Linked DNA regions of Ovis aries: region 2 is linked to region 1. Evidence: chromatin contacts called from public Hi-C data. All regions are on one chromosome and are shown on one strand. Each heading gives the region's core, a stretch centred on a gene start, on an enhancer-like site or on the middle of the called end of the contact. The rest is flanking DNA. Distances are from core to core; before and after follow the strand shown.

Region 1 (6,581 bases), core at 2,537-5,036:
GGCCCCGAGGGGCCTGCCAGCGGGCTCCCCCGGCAGAGGCTTGGGAAGAGCGCCAGGGTGACCGTGTGGAGCTGAGAGGCGTGCGGGAGAGGGCGGTGCGGGGAGAGGGAAGGTGCGGGGCGGTACACCCTCCCCGCTGTCTCACGGGCGGGTGACAGCGGTGACGGCTGACGCTCCGCACACACAGGCCCACGCCCGCTCCAGCACCCCACACTGGACCTCAGAGAAGGCGGCTTGTCCCACACGGCCTGGGGCAGGACTGGGGCCAGGCAGCTAGGGCGTGCTGAAGAACCTAAAGACCTCGGGGACTCCGGCCAGAGTTCAGAACACTCGAGAGCAGTCCACGGAAGTGCTGCACTAAGCAGAAGACAGAAGCTGACACGACCGCTCGGCTCCGCTCTGACAGTTTTGTTCACCAAGATCTCAGCCAGGCCCAGCCAGTGCAGAGGCTGGTGTCAGGCCCAGAGCCAAGGGGTCCAAGCCTGGGCAGTGACTTATCTTGTATCTCTAGCCCTGGTGCTCGATGGCCATGCTGGTTTAACAGACCAGCTGACAGGGCTTGACACGGTCTGCAGCAAGAGCACACGCACGGCCCTGCGCGAGAGGGAGGGCTGGCTTGGGAGGCGCTGGCTCCCGGGGCCATCAGCGTGCCAGAGGCTCAGGACGGGGGTTCAGACTGGGGCTCAAGCACACAACAGCTGCTGAGTGCACGCCTACCTCGGGGACCTGCCAGGCCGTGCTGTCGTCCAGGAGCGCATTCAGACACCTCACAGCCACCTTGCCCTGACTTCAGACCTCCTGCTCAGATGGCACCTTCCTTCATCCCTCCCCATCGCCTCTAACCCGCCTTCTCTCACCCACAATTACTTATCTGTTTACCACCCATCTCCTCGACTGACATGTCAGCTCCTCGGGGGCAAGGGTGCATCTGTTCCATTCACTGCAGTAGCTCAGAGCCTAGAACAGTGCCTGCGACACAGTGAGCAATCAGTATTTGCTGGAAAAGTGAGTGGGGAAATGAGCTCTGAGCTCAGACAAGAAGATCCCAGGCCCCGCTGAGTATGGAGGAGAGATGGCTATCACCATGAAGCAGGTCACAGGGACAAAAATAACACCTTGCTCGGGTGGTCTCATTTCCCCTAGAACACATCACCGCTTGCCACACCCAGCCTGCCCCCTCCACTGCCTCCACCATGCCACGGGGCAGACTACCCACCTGTGCCAACGGCCTCTGCCATGTGGTCAGGGCCGGCACATCACAGGTGCTCGGTGACTGTCTCCTGACAGAACAGGAAAGAGCGAGGCCAGCTGGAAGGAGGACAGCGACAGGGGCAGGGCGGCCCCGGGCCAGGGAGCCGGCCGGAGTCCATGCTGCCTAACGCCCTGACTGACCCCAGGGCTGGGGGGCGGACCCCTGAAGTCAAGTGCATGGGCAAGTGATTCCCTCAGAAGAGAGGGCAGCCGTGTGTACCGGTCCACTGGGTGACGCTGCGGGGAGTGTGGCCCATCTAATGCTCTCAGCCTGCTGCAACGCAGACAAGCCGGAAGAGGACAAAAGTACACCAGGGAATTTCCGAGAGTTTAGGATGTGGAAGACAGGAAGGCAGGGAAGACCTCACTGAGGAGGTGGCATCTGCACTGAACCCTAAAGGATGACGAAGCAGCCGTGAGAAGAGCCGGGGGAGGGACGCACCAGGCCAAGGGAATAGCCAGAGGCCGGCCTGGCTGCACAATGACAGGTGCGTAGAGACCAGCAGGAGCCAGGTCAGGCCTCAATCACACAGGCCTTAATCAGGAAGGAGCTGGGGTCAGTGCTCTAAGTCCCATGGGAAGCATAAGGAATCCATGGATAGAAAAACAAGAAGTTCGGGACTGAGGGGACAGTGGCGTGGATAGATAAAAACCACGCAAGGCCTAAAGGGAGTGCTTTTAATTCTTATCCCCAAAGAAAGAAAGTGATCTTTGATCCAGGAAAAGATATGGGTCTGAACACTTACCTCTGCTTCCCAGATAACATGTGACTCCTAGGAACCCACAAGAATGAGGATTATAGCCTCATTATACTCAAAAGACTAAAAAAAATCTGCTACACAAAGGAGTAAATTAGACTCAGGACGATGAAATAAAAAACTAGAGACCTACTCTCTAACAAACTGGTGAGGGCAGAGGACTTCTGCTCATGGCAGAGTTCAGTATCAATCAATGGGACCTGCTTCTCAGAGAGAGACATCACTGTGTCGTGGCTTTGCGGCCCAGGGAAGGAGGGTTCCTGAGGCAGAATGGGGTACTGGGAAATTGGTCACTCAGTCGTGTCCAGCTCTTTGCAACCCCATGGACTGTTGCTCTGTCCATGGGATTTTTCAGGTGAGAACGCTGGAGTGGGTTGCCCTTTATCAGAATTCCATGGACTGTATAGTCCATGGGGTCACAAAGAGTCGGACAGGACGGAGCCACTTTCACTTTCCTCCTCCAGGGGATCTTCCCCACCCTGTGACTGAACTCCAGTCTCCTGCATTGGCATCTGAGCCACCAGAGGAGGCCACTGGCACAAAGGCTTAGTATTTTAAACTGAGCCGTGAGCTGAAGCTTGACACACTTCTCCTAATTGAAGCATGACCTTGGGCAGGTCACCTCCATCTCTGGGCTCAGGATTTCCTGAAATAACTGAGGGAGCTGGAGTATTCACTAGAGAATTTCCTGGGACTTCCACTTCTCTCTGGAACTTCAGTCTCAGATATCCACCCTCCCCCTCACCCGGCATGGAGAAGGTGCTTCATGAATATCTGCGGAATGAATGAAGACTAACTTCTCATTTTACAAGACTGGACAACTGGGCCTGGAGGGCCTGGGTGTCAGCTCAGGGACAGTTCGTGGTTGCGCGGGGAGGCCCGCGAACCGCGGCCTGGAGACTTCCTAGGTGAGAGACCGCAGGCGGGGACCAACTTTTGTTTTTTTCTGCGGGATGTCTTCCCAGCGGAGGGCTCCCTGGAGTCCTCTGGGCACCAGACGGAGAAGCTCTGGAATCAGACCGCGGGCTCCAACCCCAGCTCCGCGAGTAGCCCGCCGCGTGGCTCAGCCAAGTCACCTCTGGGGTCTTGGTTTACTCTTGGGATAAGAGCAGGGCCTGATTTAGGAAAGTCGCTGCGAGACAGGCCACTCAAGGCTCCTGGCGCAGGGCCTGACCCGTGCCCGCCGGCGGCACTCCCACCGCCAGCGTCGCGCCCACCGAGGGGCGACCTTCCGGGTCAGTTAGAGGCGGTGCAAACGGGAACACGTGGTGCGTGGCGAGCGGCGTAGCAACATAATTAGTAATCAGCACATTTCCCGTTACCAGCCTCAGGCAGCGCGCTCGCGCCGCTCTAACCCCCGGGCCCAGTTTACGAGTCTCCCCACGTGCTGTTCCCTCCGAGGTCCAGGTTCGAGTCTCTCCGAGACCCGGGACAGCCTTACTGCTCCGTGGGCCTCGGTTTTCTCATCCGAAAAGTGGGGCTGGCGACCCCGCCGCCAACCCGCACCCTCCTCCCGGGAACTCGTGCCCCGCGCCCTCAGTGGGGGCGCTGCATGGACCGCGTGTCGCAGGGCCTCGGAGGCCGTCTCCACGCAGCCCGCCCTCCTACCTTCCTGCCGGCAGTAGGCCATGATGCAGCCCGGCGCTCCGACCTCGCGGCGGTCGCCTCACGCCGTGACCTCTCCGCGGCGGGGCGGGCGGCTCGGAGGCCCGCACGGACCCGCCCCCCAGGCCTGCCCGCCGCGCGCCTGCCTCGGCGCTTCCAGCTCGGCGCGCTCAGCCGGTAACTACATTTCCCGGCAGGCTGCGCGCCTCGCGGCCACGCCCCAGGCAGTAGGAACTACATTTCCCAGAATGGCTTGCAGTGCGCGGGCGCGTCTGTGAGGCGTCAGTGGGTGGCAACTTTCGGAAAGCACCCGACCCAGGACTACGTTTCCCAGGAGGCAGTGCGGCACGGCGAGCGAGGGCCAAAAGAGCCCGGGCTCCCTGGGCGGCAGCTCTGTGGCGCGTCCCGGGCCCTGGGTTGCGCCGCTGTCTGCCGCTCTCGGGCGGGCGAGAGGTCGCGGACTCAGTGCTGCGGCGTAAACCCTACTCCGCGCTGGGCCGAGCGAGGCGGGCGGCGACCGGGCCCCACCATGGCCGCGAACGTGAGTGTCTCCTGGTCCGCCGGCCACACCCAGGCCTCCCGGTCCTCCGGCCCCTCTTCCCGCGGGCGTGTCGCGGCGCCCTGCCGGGTGGTCCCCCCCGTCCACTCGCCCGCCTCCCTCCCGCACCCGTGTCCGCGCCTTCCGGCAGCTGTGCCGTCTGTCTTGCTCAGCCCTGCCCGACTCCTTGGGCCCCGCGGTGTTGGGGACCGGGCCTCTGGCCCGTGGCTCCGGCTCGGGGGTCCTCTGGTGCGGGGCGCCTCCGCGTAGCCCTTCTCTTCGTTCCCGGTTCCCTCCTGGACCTTCAGGGTTGTCACGTGTGCGGACTTGGAGGGCCGGACGGGGCCGCAGAGAGGTGGCCAGTCCACGGGGGCGGTGGGGAAGCCGATCCGCCCTGCTGGAGCTGTCCAGCGACGTGCTGTACGGGGCGGGCGGTGAGCTGCGTGCCCAGCGGGGTATGTAAGACCGGGGCTGTTATGATACAGGGGCGCAGGCCAGGTGGGGAGCGGAGACTTCAGGGCGGCGGGCAGAGGGGGGCATTTCCCTACGGCCGGGCGCTCGTCCTCCTAGCAGGGGTTTAGTTGCAGAGCCCCTCGCTGAAGGTGGTGCCCCTGGAAAGGCTGCTGGCCTCCTGCCAGCAGCCAGCCTTTCTCAGGAACCTTTCTATTTAAGCCAAACATTCATTCAACAAACCGAGGGGCACCTCCCACCAGGGTGTTGGGAGAAGGAGCTGGTGACTCAGGCTTCGCTCCTCTGTGAAAGTGTCTGGAGCCAGCTCGGAGCCCTGCCAGCCGGGGCACTCCCTCCCTCTTGCTTTGGTTGAGCGTCCTAGCCACTCTCCGCTGCTCTGTTACACCCTTCCAGGCTCCTCCTCTGTCCCCAAGCGTCCTCTCTGCCTTCCACACCCCCTGAGAAGCCAGGGCTTTCGTCACCCACAGCCCCAGTACACCCTGCCTGGTGTAGAGTTGTTTGGGAGGCCGAGAAGCCTTAAGCGGTGCACCTAGAGGTGGTCCCCCAGATGCAGGGTCTGCCAGGGGAGGCCTGGGCTGTGTCAGGAGACAGGCGTGCCCTCAGACCACCGCCACCATACCTTACAGATGAGGGCTTCCCAGCAGGGGCACGTGCTTGCCCAGGGCCCCACAGCCAGCTCGGTGGGTCATGGGAAGGTGTGACAGGCTTTGGAGTCAGGCCCACCTGGGGAAAGATCCAGATTCTTCCTCAGTAGCTATGTGACCTTAATTTCTTGGGATTTTTGTTTCCGCATGGGCTCGGTTACTGTGAAGTTTAAGGAAGACTCTGCTTTTAGCACAGTGCCTGGTGCACCGCAGGTGCTTACTATGTTAAAAAGCAGTTTATCTTCAGTCCTGATGGGCAGAGAATCTCGGATACATAGGGTCCTGATCTTTGCCAAAGAGTGTAGATGAATTTGGGTATCCTCTGGCACCAAACCTTCGTTGATTGACCCAGTACTGGGGTGCACATTTACAGGGACCAGAAGGCCCGGTGCCGAAGAAAGATCAGAAGATTGTGGGCTGGAGCAGGAAGGACACAGGATTCTTAATCACTCTAACCTCCATCCAGTAATGGAGTTACTGTTGACATCTGTGCTTTATAAATGAGTGAACAGGGTCAGAGGGGTAAAGCAGCTGACCCTGGGTTACACAGGAAGTGATTTTCAGGAGCTGTAGGTCAGCCCCTATCCCGCCACGCACTGCTCATCGCTTCTAAGCCTGGAGTAGGGCAGCGGGCAGAGGGGAAATCGCCGCCGCCCTCGTTTACTGGGAATCTGGCCTAGAAAGTGGGCTGGGTGTGTCATGCCAGCCTGAGGATCGCCTTCTTTCTTCTCTTCAAGGCCGTCTTTGAGCCGCTTATCTTGATGTTGGCTGTTACGGGTGGTTGGGGGGAGGCCCAGGAGGAAGCCAGGCCTTCCAGGGCCCAAGTTGGGGACTGGCTTCTTTTCCCATCCTACGTGCCTACCTCGGGCTCCCCGTGTTCAGCCCCTGTTGTGGCCCCAGGCGTGAGGAAGGCAGTTTGGAGTGGAGTGGCAGAGAGTGGCCCCCAGTTGCCCAGATAGGAATCCTGCGTCCGCCTCTTAGAGGCTGTGTGGTGTGGACTGGCGCTGTGACGGCTGACCACTGTGTGCCCATCTGTGACGTGCGGTCGTGACGGTGCCCACCTCCTCGGGCTTGTGCAGGACTGGCGTCTGATAGACTGGCGTGCTTGCCGTTGCCATCATCATAATGGCTGATGCTCACCTGTCTGCCCGCAGCGAATTGCTCCACTCACGTTTCCAAATGGCCTGGAAAGTCAAGACTGTCGGTGATGCTTGTGTTAGAGGAAGCTGGGTGTGGAAACGGGTGAAGTCCATTCAGGTGGAGGGGCCTTTTCAAAATGAGAGACTGGAATCCATGAATGAATGTTCACTTTGA
Region 2 (6,581 bases), core at 2,759-5,258, 48 kb before region 1:
CCGGCTGCCACGTGGTGCCCTACCCCTCGGGCACATACATCTCCAGGGAGGCTTCTGGCCTGGCTGGGGCAGAGGGCTTGGCCAGTGTGGAGGCTTCCCCCCAAGTCTGTGGAAGTGATCTTTTTCTGGAGCCAAGGACAGCTCTTTGGAGAAGGTCAGGAGATGGGCACACACCTCCCAACTCCACAGAGAACTTGCTCGAGTCTACCTCTCTGGATCTTAGCTTCCGCAATTCTAAATAGGAAATACCAGGTCCAGTTGCTGTGAGACTCAAGAAGGTAATACAGGTACACTGATGCCCAGGTTCTACCTCCAGGCAGTAAATCAGCATCTCTAAGGAGTAGGTCCCAGGCATTGTACACAGTGAAGGATGGAAAAAATGGTGAATAGCCAAAGCTTTAAAGCAGACCAACATGGGTTTGAATTCTGGCTGTTATATAATGATGGCGCCTGGAAGAGATCCTTAGCCTCTCAGAGCCTCCGCTGACTCGTCCATTACATGGGAAAATAGTGCTCACTTCCCAGTGAAGTCATCAAGGACTTCCCTGGTGGCTCAGGCAGTAAAGCGTCTGCCTACAATGCGGGAGACCCAGGTTCGACCCCTGGGTTGGGAAGATCCTCTGAAGAAGGAAATGGCAAACCACTCCAGTACTCTTTGCCTGGAAAATCCCATGGACGGAGGAGCATTGTAGGCTACAGTCCATGGGGTCACAAAGAGTCAGACACAACTGAGTGACTTCACTTTCTTTCCTAGTGCTGGTAGGAGTTAAAGGGAGTGATTGCTACCAGCTGCTGGGCACTTTAGGAAGCACTCAAGTGACCCTGTGTGGATGGACCCTTACCCAGTCACCACTAAACAACCAACAAGTCTGTGCCTGACCCACAGCTGGCACTTCAAACATCTGTGAGTGAATGATGAGGCTGTTGTGACTATAGATTAAAAGGTGATAAAGAAACACAAGTTACCATTGAAGATGAAGCTTCCATCTTTTGACTAAAAAGCTACATTTCCCAGCATCGTCCACAGAACTCTGTTCTGGCCAGGGAGACACGGGTGCAAGTCTCCAGGCTCCTGGTTCCTTGGATTCCCCTTTCTCTGCTGACCTCTGGCCACCATCTTGAGAAGGGTGGCAGACTGGAAAACAAGAAGGATCAGGGGACGTGGTTGAGCTGCCATTCCAGCGCAGGCTGCCCAACTCTGGGCTTTATTATTTTCCCCCAAGTGAAAGAAACTTGGCATAGACCCCCGGTTGGGAATTTTCGTTTCTACAATAGGAAAGGAGATGCTTTGAGCTTCCTCATTGTCCTACTTTCTGTCCACAGCTCTCAGCCTCCAGGTAACTCTAGACAAGACCAGCAGCCTGTCTCACTCATTCCTTCCTCAGACCTCTGGCGCTGGGTTAGGGGCACCACAGGGAATCTGCCCAGCTCTGACACTGAGCCTTGGGGCAGAATTAGCCGTATGTCTTGTCCAGCCCCCTCTGGCCTCCCCAGAAGGTTCAAGGAGAGAGAGTGACTCTCCCCTTCCCCAGATGCCAACCTCGTACCAAAAGCTCCTGTCTCCTGGGTAGTCTTTGGAGTCAGGAAAATCTAACTCAGAATCTTGACTCCTCCACTGATCTGCCATAGGCAACGTGTTTTTGAACAAAGCTCAAGGTTCACATTCGTCCGTTGAGGCTGTGCCCACCAAGAGATAAAACTAAACATGGAAGTCAGAGGGGGAAAAGCCAAGGCAGCAAGGCTCGAGGTGAGTAATTCTCCCAAATAACTCAGAACTAACACTAAATATCCAAGGGAAGGGAGGTGGCAGAGTAAATGTAATGTTAAAGACCTTGGCATTATGGAAACAATAGCTCAACAGCAGATGTTGGGTGTGGACATGAGCAAAGTGTGAGGAACTTACATTTTTAATCCTTCATATTAGGGAAAAGGGCTTCCCTGGTGGCTCAGAGGGTAAAGCGTCTGCCTGCAATGTGGGAGACTTGGGTTCGATCCCTGGGTCGGAAAGATCCCCTGGAAAAGGAAATGGCAACCCATTCCAGTACTTTTACCTGGAAAATGCCATGGATGGAGGAGCCTGGTAGAGTACAGTCAATGGGATCACAAAGAGTTGTACATGACTGAGCAACTTCACTTTCATAGAAGGGAAAAACTGAGCCAAGAGCAAACGCGTAACTTAAAGAGAATCAATGACCCCCAACTTCTCAATGTTCTTCATAATCTTGGGGTGGGGGGGAATCTTGGAGGAAATATCTGTTATGATAGCAAACAATCAAATTAGCAACTGCTTTTATTTAAATTATTTTGTTAAATTCAAGTATAATAAGCTTAATATATTTTAAAATTTAGCAAATAGTGGGATTCCCCCTTCACAGAATTCTGATTCCTTTTGCCCTCCCTCCCTTCCATCCAATCTCCCTCCAGTTTTTTCTCCTTCTTGCCTCCTGCCATATATAGGCCTACAATGATATCTGAGATGATGTTGCTAATATTAATCTTGGACATTTGGGGTACTAGAATTTGCTATGATTACCCCTACCCCCACCCCCAATTTCTGCAGCATTTTGCTATCTAGCTTGAATTCTTTAGAAAGGCATTTAGCAATTTTATGAAGAAGATAAAATCATTTCCCCAAAAAATTAACGGCACCTAGGTAGTAGGGTTTGTGAGCACTGAGTAAGATGACCAGGGGAGCACCTGGCATACTGTGGCCCCCAGATCCCGGCCCTGTCCCCCTGCTCCTCTTATGTGGAAGCCCCATTCTTCTCCCTTTGGCCAACTTCTATTCATCCTGCAAAGCCGACTCCAACGTGAAGAATTTCCTGACACCTACATCCCATTAATCAGATCCTCTACTCTGGACACAGTCCAAGCAGCGACAGCTCAGCGTCCCGGGGTTAATGTCCAGAGGTCGTGGCTACTGGCTTCTACGGTTTTTTTTTCCTTCAGGCCTCCCTTAATTCCCCAACCTTTCAGTATATCCTTTCAAACAATTGTTTTCATTTGAATTCCTAAATCCAGTTTCTGCAGCTTGCAGTTCAAGTACCCACCTGTTGCCCTGCCTCGCCAGCTTTGAGTTCCAGGCGAGGAAAGGTTTGTGGATGAAACTCAGTGGAGGCTATGGACCATCCTTCCCTCAACCCAACCTTCTGAAGGACACGGAATAGGACTGACACCTGTGCGACCTCATTCTTCCAGGTCCCGGGCAGGGGCGCCCACAGGGTTCTTGCTTGTAAAGGAACTGGTCTCTTACTGAGGACACTGGGCGACTTGCTGAAGACACACAGCTCTGCACGGCCAGGCAGCGGGCCGGCCTCCGCGCGTGTCTCCGCCCTCAGGGCCCGGGCTCTGGCTGGCCTGCCCCGGCCCTCCCCTGCGTCCACCCTCCGCCCAGCTCACAGAGCGACACGCGCCCCCGGCGCCTCAGCCCCGCCGCGAGCCCCGGGACCACGCGCTCCTCAGCAGCTCCAGTCCGCAGCCGCCGAGACCGGGACTCGGCGGGGAGGGGCCGGCCCCACGGTCCTCCGGCGGCGGTGCGGGGGCCTGGACGCGAGCCGAGGCCGCGGCGGCCCGGAACCCAGGGGCTGCCCCGCAGCCCGCGCGGCCTCTGCGGGGCGGGGTACGGCCGGCTCCCTCAGAGCGGCCCGGCCGCTGGCGGGGGGGCAGGGGCAGGCGGCTCCTCGGGTGGCCGGAGAAGGCGACGAGGCTGCGGGTGGAGACGGCGGTGCGGGACACAAGCCGAAGGGGGGCCAAACAGGGCCGAGCCGGACCGTAGCGCCCAGCCAGGCCAGCGCGCGGGTCGCGATTGTTCCACGGGTCGATAGCCGCACAGCTGGTGCGCCGAGCGGAGCCGAGCAGGCGGACAGAGCCTGTCGGGCAGAGCCGAGCGGGGCCGAGCGGGGCCGAGCGGGGCTGAGGAGAGCCGAGCGGAGCCGAGGAGAGCCGAGCGGAGCCGAGCAGGTGGACAGAGCCTGTCGGGTAGAGCCGAGCGGGGCCGAGCGGGGCCGAGCGGAGCCGAGCGGAGCTGAGGCGAGCCGAGCGGAGCCGAGCAGAGCCGAGCAGGTGGACAGAGCCTGTCGGGTAGAGCGGAGCGGGGCCGAGCGGAGCCGAGCGGAGCCGAGCTAGTTCCCGGGAGCGGAGCGGGTGACCGCAAGGGCGACTGAGTGGGTCCCGCCTAACGGAGGCGGTGGCGGGACTTGTTAGGGGTGAAGCTGCTCTGGCAGTCCTGCGGTCCTTCGCGTGTAGACCTCACCTTTTCAGGCTAAACAGGGGAAGCGGGGCGCTTCGTTCGCCAGGCCCGTGAGTCTTTCCCGGGTTGCGCAGCTCGGGCTGTGGATGGCGGGGGCCTTGTGCCCTGTCTGCCGGGACTGGGTGTCGCCTCCCTGGGCTGGGCCCTCGGCTCCGGTTACCCTGGGAGGGGTTCTGGGGGACAGGTCCCCTGGGGCTGAAATTGCCCGTCGGGCCGTCCGGAGAAGCGCGCCCCCGCCCCGTCGTCGGGTGGATGTGTCCGCGGTCCGGGGCGGGGGCGGCACGGACAGCCGAGCCCAGCCGAGCCTGGGCTGCGCCGGCGTTTGGACCTGAGGCGGGAGGCGCTCCCTGGGCTCCGGGCGGTGAGGGAGTCCGGAGTCGGAGGACGGCCTTGGCCCGGGCGGGGGGCGACCTCACTGAGCCCGGTTGTCAGCTGTGAGATGGGTGGACACGCCCTCCTGTCGGAACGTTCAGAAAGAGGCTTGGGGGATGCTCGGGGTAAGGACTTCGGCAGAATTATCCTGTGGTCTGTATGTGGTAAGATGTCACCTCTTTTAATTCCTAATAAAAAGTGTTAAGCCAGGGTAGGGTGGGGGGCATAGACACGAACGTATAAGCCAGTAATCCCTGCTTGTGTTCTGGTGGGAGGCAGCCAATCCTGTGATCTGGCCCCAAAATTGAGGCTGAAGCACAGCTTGGACCAGCTGTCCACGTGGCATCTGATCCCTTCTCACAGTCCGTGCCTGTATTCCTAGGATGGTTTGTTCTAAAACACACATGTGATCGTGTCACTTGGGTGCTAAGAGCCCTTCAGTGCCAATGGGATAAAGGCCTGGCTCAGAGCTGGCCCAGCCTGCCTTTCCAGGCGCATCTCCTTTCCCTCCCCGGGTTTTCAGGAACGCTTGGCCACATCCCTCTGCTCTTCTTTGCCTTTATTTACCCTCTCTTGTTTAGAATATTTAAAAGTGCTCGGCTCAGTGTTGACACGAGATGGCGCCAGAACTGTGCGCAAGGCTTTCTCTAGCGCCCGCTGAACATGGAAACTGGCTTGGTGGTTGGGCCTTTTGGAAAGCCACTTAAAACTTGTTTCATTAGCAGCTTGTATCTTTTTAGCACACCTCTCAATGAATTTTATGTATCTAATTAATTTTCCAGATATGACCATAAATGGGCTTCCCAGGTGGCGCTAGTGGTAAAGAACCTGCCTGCCAATGCAGAAGACTTAAAAGAGATGCGGGTTCGATTCCTGGGTCAGGAAGATCCCCTGGAGGAGGAAATGTCAACCCACTCCAGTATTCTTGCTTGGAGAATCCCATGGACAGAGGAGCCTGGAGGGCTACAGTCCGTGAGGTCACAAAGAGTCAGACGCGAATGAATGGACGTAGCGTGCCTGCACCCACAGGCTTGAACACATAATAGTTTATTCTCTCACAGTTCAGCAAAGAAACCTGAAGCTGAAAAGCAGCTGTAGTTGAAGTTAGTTTCTCATGAAGGCTCTGAGGGGTCTGTCCCATGCCTCTTTCCCAGCCTTGCAGATCTCCAGTAACCTTCAACATCCTTCCTTGGTGCTGTTCTTCCTGAATGTGTCTGTGTGTCCTCTTGCTTCTTATAAGGAAACCAGTCAGTGGAGTTAGGACCCACCCTGGTCTAGTATGGCCTTGTCCTAAATAACTGTATCTTCAAAGACTTCATTTCCAAATAGGATAACCTTCTGAAGTTCTGGGTGAATTTTGGAGGTTATGGTTTAACCGATTATAAAACTTCTATATTTGAAGGGGACACCATTCAATCCATTAAACTCTTATGAATGTAGTAAATGTGGGAAATCCTTCAGCTATAGCTCAACTCTTTTTCAGCGGTTGTAAGAACGCTGTTGGGTGCAGACAGTGTAGGAAAGTCTTCAACTCTAAATGATCCTCGTTAGGAATTGGAGAATTCATCCTGGAGAGAAGTCATCTATGCTGCTGCTGCTACTGCTGCTAAGTCGTTTCAGTCGTGTCCGACTCTGTGCGACCCCATAGACGGCAGCCCACCAGGCTCCTCCGTCCCTGGGATTCTCCAGGCAACACTGCAGTGTGTTGCCATTTCCTTCTCCAGTGCATGAAAGTAAAAAGTGAAAGTGAAGTCGCTCAGTCGTCTCCAACCCTCAGCGATCCTGTGGACTGCAGCCTTCCAGGTTCCTCCAACCATGGGATTTTCCAGGCAAGAGTACTGGAGTGGGGTGCCATTGAATGGCGAAAAACTTTTCAAAATAACCTCTCTCTTATTCAATAAGAAAAATTAATAATGTATATAAATCTTCTGAATGTAATCAATATTTATAAGCTTTCAGA

What was found. Hi-C and Micro-C count contacts between places; a contact is called where the count stands out from the background.
Region 2: a Hi-C map of blood shows a contact between it and region 1, with 2.8 times the contacts expected there. The contact joins the enhancer-like site here to the promoter of CHCHD4 in region 1. A contact is called at or near these places in 5 of 16 Hi-C or Micro-C datasets (blood, hypothalamus, muscle and 1 more).

The regions. Positions count from the first base shown.
Region 1 is chr19:58,005,497-58,012,077 of ARS-UI_Ramb_v3.0, reverse strand. It overlaps CHCHD4 (coiled-coil-helix-coiled-coil-helix domain containing 4), which reads right to left and starts at 3,786. Exons shown (of 4, transcript XM_012100278.5): 1 at 3,618-3,786. The coding sequence starts at 3,639. TMEM43 (transmembrane protein 43) reads left to right here and starts at 3,978. Exons shown (of 12, transcript XM_027957825.2): 1 at 3,978-4,155. The coding sequence starts at 4,144.
Region 2 is chr19:58,053,993-58,060,573 of ARS-UI_Ramb_v3.0, reverse strand. LOC132658221 (vomeronasal type-1 receptor 90-like) reads right to left here. Exons shown (of 1, transcript XM_060402956.1): 1 at 4,131-6,581. Among named protein-coding and RNA genes, the nearest start is that of WNT7A, 9.1 kb to the left of the region's middle. Within about 2 kb of position 4,008, at least 54 of the 54 cell types and tissues checked have an H3K27ac peak or open chromatin away from gene starts, as enhancers often do. A contact at or near this core is called in hypothalamus, muscle and tail adipose tissue, where this site is marked.